2 separate regions of the Mus musculus genome follow, and region 2 is linked to region 1. Evidence: chromatin contacts called from public Micro-C data. All regions are on one chromosome and are shown on one strand. Each heading gives the region's core, a stretch centred on a gene start, on an enhancer-like site or on the middle of the called end of the contact. The rest is flanking DNA. Distances are from core to core; before and after follow the strand shown.

Region 1 (2,997 bases), core at 328-2,827:
AAGAGCAATGCCAGGGTGGCGTGTCTCCCATGTTGTGCGTGGGTTGCTTGCGTTGGGTGAGGGGCTGACTTGAACTTTGACCTCGGTTCGGCGTACGTTATGTCATTAGGTATGATTCATTGGGCCTCTGTGGTCTTGACTCCCCTGCCACCCCCACCCCGTGTCTGCGGGAGCTGTCATTTCAACCTGTGTTGGAAGTTATTCAGTGGTTTGCAACCGCTGGCCATAACATGAAAGACTCAGAGCTGTGGCGGAGGCCCCTTGGACGTCTCCAGTGTACAGGAGCCGCTTAGGTGATGACCCAGGGAGGGCTCATCGTGGAGGCAGAAACACCTGGGGTTTCTTCACACTGGGGCTTCAGCACCAGCCAGCCCTGTGGTCTTAGGCATGTCACTTCCTCTCTGTACCTGGAGTGCCTTGACACAGGTACGGTGACAATAGGTAAAGCAGGCGCATCCCGTGGGAGAAGCCTGGTGCTACCCAGGCAGGAAGCTGCAGTAGCTGCAGGCTCCTGGCATCGTCTCAGCGATCACATTTGGGCCTCACGAAATTGGTACTGTCGTCCACGTGCCGTCTCTAGAAAAAGACTGTGCTGCCTAAATGAAGGTGTTGAGATGCAGTGTACACTGGAGAAAATAGCCTGTGGTGATCTTTCTGGAGTAGACTGCTGTGGTGGCAGGTTCCTGACTCATCCAGTGTGGGGTGTTTTTCCTGCCCACAGAACGCAGTGTCTTCATGGTGGCTCCAATCTGCCCTCAGCTTGTCTGAGCAGCCCGGGACTTCTGTTCACAGGTCCTCAGAGGACCAGCGCAGTCCTGGTTTGACAAGTCTTCTGAGCACACAGCTCCTGGGCCCCTCTGAGCGTGTGTCTGGTTATCAGCAGAAAACTGACGGGAAGCAGCTGAGGTTGGTGGGGATACTCGGAGCCCACGGTTCTTCCGGTCAGTCCAAGGAGGGTGCTGGAGGGTCCAGGAGTTCAGTGCTTGGTCTGGGACTTGTGACAGGGTCTCACATGCAATTCTGAATGACTTAGAACTTACGGTGTAGCCCAGGCTAGACTCAAACTCCCCGCAACCCTTCCCACAAGAACTGGGATTACAGGCATGTGCCTCCGTGTGATCCCAGTGGGATTTTAAGACAGTATCCCACTCTGTCGTACAAGCTAGCCTCAAATTCATGCTCATGGCTGGTACAGGTGTCACCACCATGCTGAGTGTGTGCTGGGACTTCTGAGGCAGATGTTTGCCCAGGGCAGGGTGGCCTCTACATCCGTCCTCTTCCCTCTGAAATGCCACCCCCAGCTAGGTGGCTTCTTCCTCTGCCGGCATCTTTATTGACTGCTCAGCAGTAGCCTTCTGGCTCGCTGGCCGCCTTTGGAACTCGAGGACCTACAGCTGCTACTGAAGCCCAGAGTATTGCATGTGGCTGCAAGAGTTCCCAGCCAAGCCCTGCACCCTTCTATCTACTCCACAGATCCCCTGGCCCTGTGGCTGCCTACACATGATAGGCGCTGACTAGTTGACCCCACAGGCATGCTTAAGATGTAGCCTCTGGCAAGTCCTGGGCTGGCTTGGCCCGCTGCCACCCTGGATTACATAAGAATTAGAACAGCCCCATGAAATTAGTGGTCAAGAAAGCCTTAGAGCCTGAGAGATAGCTCAGTTGGTAGAGTGCTTGCCTCGAGAAGCAAGGACAAACCAAGGACTCTGATTCCCAGAACCCAGTAAAACTAATCTGGACATGGTGGCACGTGTTTAATACCAACCTAGGAGTCACAGAAACAGGCAGATCCTAGGGCCCACTGGCCCCTGGTCTAACCTACATAGTAACCCCCAGGCCAGTCAGAGAACATGTCTCAAAAGCAAAGTGGACAGCACTTGAGGAAAAATAACTCTGAGACACGCAGAAAGAAGCCCTTAAAATGCTAAAGCGCTTGTGGAATTTTGCTTCTCTTTCTGTCCACTAGAGGGCGCAGTTCCACACCAGGCGCTCTTGTAACAGCCAGTACTACAAAGGGTAGAATCCATTTGTGTTTGAAGCCAAGACTTCTTTCATCAGAAAGCTATGCGGGAGGTGCAGCGGCAGGGTGGGGCACTTGCTTAGGAATCCGTCAGTTGGTCCCAGTTGTGCTCCGTCTCTAGGAAACGCTCACATCCTGGAGCAGCTGACCCCATTCTGGGCTTGTGCAGTTGGGGGCAAGGGCATGTTCTAATGTGCCTCTCCATGCAGACACTCCTCAGGATGCTGTTCTACTAATCTGTGGGTGGGTTCCCCCAGCTGCAAGGGTTCACATCAGTTCTCAACCTGTGTGTTGCAACCCTTTTGGCAAACCTGTGTCTCCAAAAATTATAATGATTCATAATAGCAAAATTACAGTTATGAGGTAGCAACAAAGGATCATTTTATGGATGGGGATCACACAGCGTAAGGAACTGTATTAAAGAGTCGCAGGTTGAGAACCGCTGGGTTTTAAGCATCCAAGACAAGAACAGCTCAACTTAATGCTGAAAAGTACAGATAAGACAGAGCCAGCGATGTTAGATCAATGGTTGCCATGCCCTTGAAAGCCAAGGTCGAATGGAAAGGAAAAGCCGGGTGTTCCAGAAGTGTGGTTCTCTGAACCTGGTTAACGCCTTTCTGGTGGATCAAACTCATTTAGTTGAGCTTTCTGATGGACCCCAGTGAAGTGTAATTGGGTGCTAACTGCTGGCCATATCCGGCTACAGAGCCCTCTGGGAACTTCCCATCCCTCAGGGAAAGCAGGAAATGCATCAGAGAAGGTGTGGGGAAGGAGAGCAGTCAGGCTCCTGTTGTTTTCCGTCCTAGGTAAGAGAGCCAGGAAATGCCAGAGACGTGACCTTTAGCAAAACCTAAGGTCAGAGAGTAAGTGGAGCCTCTTGCAGAGAGGAGGGCAGCGAGGCTTTGGGGTGCTGGGCAAGTCTCCTGGGGCCAACAGCCTGGACTGGCAAGCGGGAGGCTTTAGTTAGCTTCGTGCTT
Region 2 (2,856 bases), core at 259-2,758, 510 kb after region 1:
CTAGGCACAGGCAGACATGGTGCTGGAGGAGTTGAGAATTCTATATCCAGAACTAAAGACAGAGCAAGAGAGACTCTGGGCCTGGCTTGAGCACTTAAAACCTCAAAGCCCACTCGCAGTGACACAACAAGACCACACCTCCTAACAGTGCCATTCCCTACCAGGCTCTGGGGCCATTTTCATTCCAACTGTCACATATGTATGCAGAACAGGCCAAGAGCCCAGGGGCACCCACACCCCACATGCTGTGTATTTGTGACTGTGGTAGCCAAGTGGCCTCCCAGGTCTTTATTTGGCTGTTACTACTTGCTTGTTTGTTCTGTTTTGAGAAAAGGTCTATGTCACCCAGACTAGTCTCAAACTCACTGTGTAATCGAGGATAACCAGTGTCTTAAGAACTTTTCTATTACTGTGAAGAGATACCGCCAAGGCAACTTATAGAAGAAAGAGTTTAACGGGAGCTGGCTTACAATTTCAGAGAGTGAATCTGTGATCATCATTGTGGGAAGCAAGGAAGAGGGCGGGGCAGGCATGCACTGGAACTCACGTGTTAAGACAATCGGGAGGCAGAGAGCTAACTGAGAATGCCTTTGAAACCTCTAAGCTCACCTTCAGTAATGCACCTCCTGTAGAAAGGCCACGCCTCCTAATTCTTCCCAAATGGTTCCACCAGCTGGAGACCAAGCACTCAAATGAGTCTATGGGGGCCATTCGCATTCAAACTACCACAGCCTTGAACTCTTGATCCTCCTGCTTTCACTTCTTGAGTGCTGGAATCACAGGTGTGTGCCACTTTGTCTGGTTCATGCAGTGCTAGGGATCAAACCCAGGGCCTCCTGTGTGCTAGGCAAGCACTCCAACAACCAAGCTACATCCCAGTAATTAGTGGTTTAGCAGGCTTCCTAGGAAGACCTTGTTAGAGACAAAGACACAAACACACACATACACACAAAGACACACACACACAAAAGTACTCACACAAACACACATACACACAATCTTGTTCAACAGTGAAGATTGCATGGTCCTAACCCCCTCCCCATTTATTCTAATCTACCACTGTGTCTCTTTCTCCACGTGGTTGTAGCTTCACATCTGGAAGGCATGCATGTGACCCACTAATATGATGTAATGAAGGCTGTGCCCCCTACCTCAGAGGTCACACACTGGATATGCAACCTGAGCCTGGGGCATTGTTTTCCTGAGTGTGTACGCTAAGAGCCTCCTTAGCAGAGCTTAGTGTGCAGAATCCAAGGCCAGGGCTTTGTTTAATACGAGTCTTGTTTCTCCAGGCATCAAAGAGATTAATTTTGCAGAGTAAACAGACTTCGAAATGGGACACAGGCTCTGAAAGTCTGTGCCTGGCTTAAGAGAAGGAGGGAAGGAGAAGATAGGATCCTTCTCACAAGCATTCAGCAGGCAAGATTTGCTCCTACGAAGTATGCAGAGACCCTACTGAGTCTGGCCGAGACTCTGGACAGTTCAGGTGAGGGTGGCTTTCTGCCCTGCTTCCCTTGTGTCTACCTCCACACGGGAGCCCCATCTCCCGTGGGGCTGACAATGTCCAAGGATGTGCTGGCTAAATTCCAGAAGAGTTTGAAGACGGTGCCTGGGAAAGACATTCGGTGGACTGGTAAGGCACCCCCTCACCCCAAGCAGCTCCTTTCCACAAATAGACCTTCCACTCAGCTTAACCCAGAAACCGGGTGTATCTTTGGGATCCTGACCCCTTGGAAATTCCCAGCTGAGATACGGCAAGTTCTCCTTGTTGATGGGTACCCACTCCTTAGCCACAGGCTCTGCACCCGCTTCTCTCTGCCTAGCATCCTCCAGTCTCCACATTCAACTCCTTCCTCTTCAGTCTTAAACACCAGTCCCTTGTGAACACCCTCTTCAATCAAACCCCTCCTCCTCCTTCTGGGACTATCTGAGCCACCCCCACCTCTAGGGAGCTCTGGCTCAGCCTAGGGGCTCTGGGAGAACTGAGCTGTGTCGGGGTGGCTCCTTATATCCCAGCACCAAGCACAGTTAATAAATGCTGAATGAACATGCAAATGAAGAAATGTATATGCAAATAAATAAATGAATGTGCAAATGAATCAGTGAATATGCAAATGAAAAATGAACCACAGCTGAATGAATGAGAAAGCCCGGCTGCTCAGAGATAGATCAGTCCAAGTGTAGCAGAAATTAACAATGTCAGCAGAGGCCTAGGAAGCTGGTCGGCTTCAAGGCTCGGTGACAAGTCCCCAAACCATTCGACATAGCATGTAGCGCTGTGGGAACATGGCTGCAGCTTTGCTCATGATCTGGAGGATCTGGGAAGGACTATGAAGGGCTACTTTTCTGTGAGAGAAAAGGCCTGTCTCCTTCTGGGTCACCTCTTCTGTCCTCTTAAGACACCACTTGAAGATTCCACATGGCCAACAGATGCACTGAAGAAATCTCCTGTTTGCCAGTCATTCTCAGGAGACCATTCTAGAATTGGATTTCACACCTCTCCTCTCAAGAGCATCCTTGGGTGCTGGGGAGATGGCTCAGTCAGGAACATGAGAACCTGAGTCTGGATCCCCAGTGCCCGTGTTAGAAGCTGGCACTCTGCTGATCTCAGTGGTGGTGAGATGGTAGGCAGAGACAAGCAGATTCCTTGGTGTCCTAGCTTCATCTCTGTTGCTGTAATATAATGTCCAGCAAAAACCCTTTAGGGGAAAAAGGGTTAATCTTAGCTCACAATGCCAGGTGACAGGCCATCCTTGAAGGGAAGTCACAGCAGGAGCAGATTGAAAGAACCAGTCACATCGCATCCACAGTTGAGAGCAGAGAGAGATGGACACATGCATGCTCACATGCTTGCTT

Evidence for each region. A called contact is a pair of places that touch in the nucleus more often than the background predicts.
Region 2: a Micro-C map of embryonic stem cells shows a contact between it and region 1, with 2.4 times the contacts expected there. The contact joins two enhancer-like sites. A contact is called at or near these places in 2 of 484 Hi-C or Micro-C datasets (both in embryonic stem cells) and 4 of 115 datasets of contacts at active chromatin or transcription factors (embryonic limb bud, large pre-B cells, memory CD8 T cells and 1 more).

What each region holds. Positions count from the first base shown.
Region 1 is chr11:117,079,809-117,082,805 of GRCm38.p6, forward strand. No RefSeq gene overlaps it. Among named protein-coding and RNA genes, the nearest start is that of Mir6516, 4.0 kb to the left of the region's middle. Within about 2 kb of position 1,578, at least 257 of the 459 cell types and tissues checked have an H3K27ac peak or open chromatin away from gene starts, as enhancers often do. A contact at or near this core is called in embryonic stem cells, where this site is marked.
Region 2 is chr11:117,585,078-117,587,933 of GRCm38.p6, forward strand. No RefSeq gene overlaps it. Among named protein-coding and RNA genes, the nearest start is that of Gm51933, 18 kb to the left of the region's middle. Within about 2 kb of position 1,509, at least 14 of the 459 cell types and tissues checked have an H3K27ac peak or open chromatin away from gene starts, as enhancers often do. A contact at or near this core is called in embryonic stem cells, where this site is marked.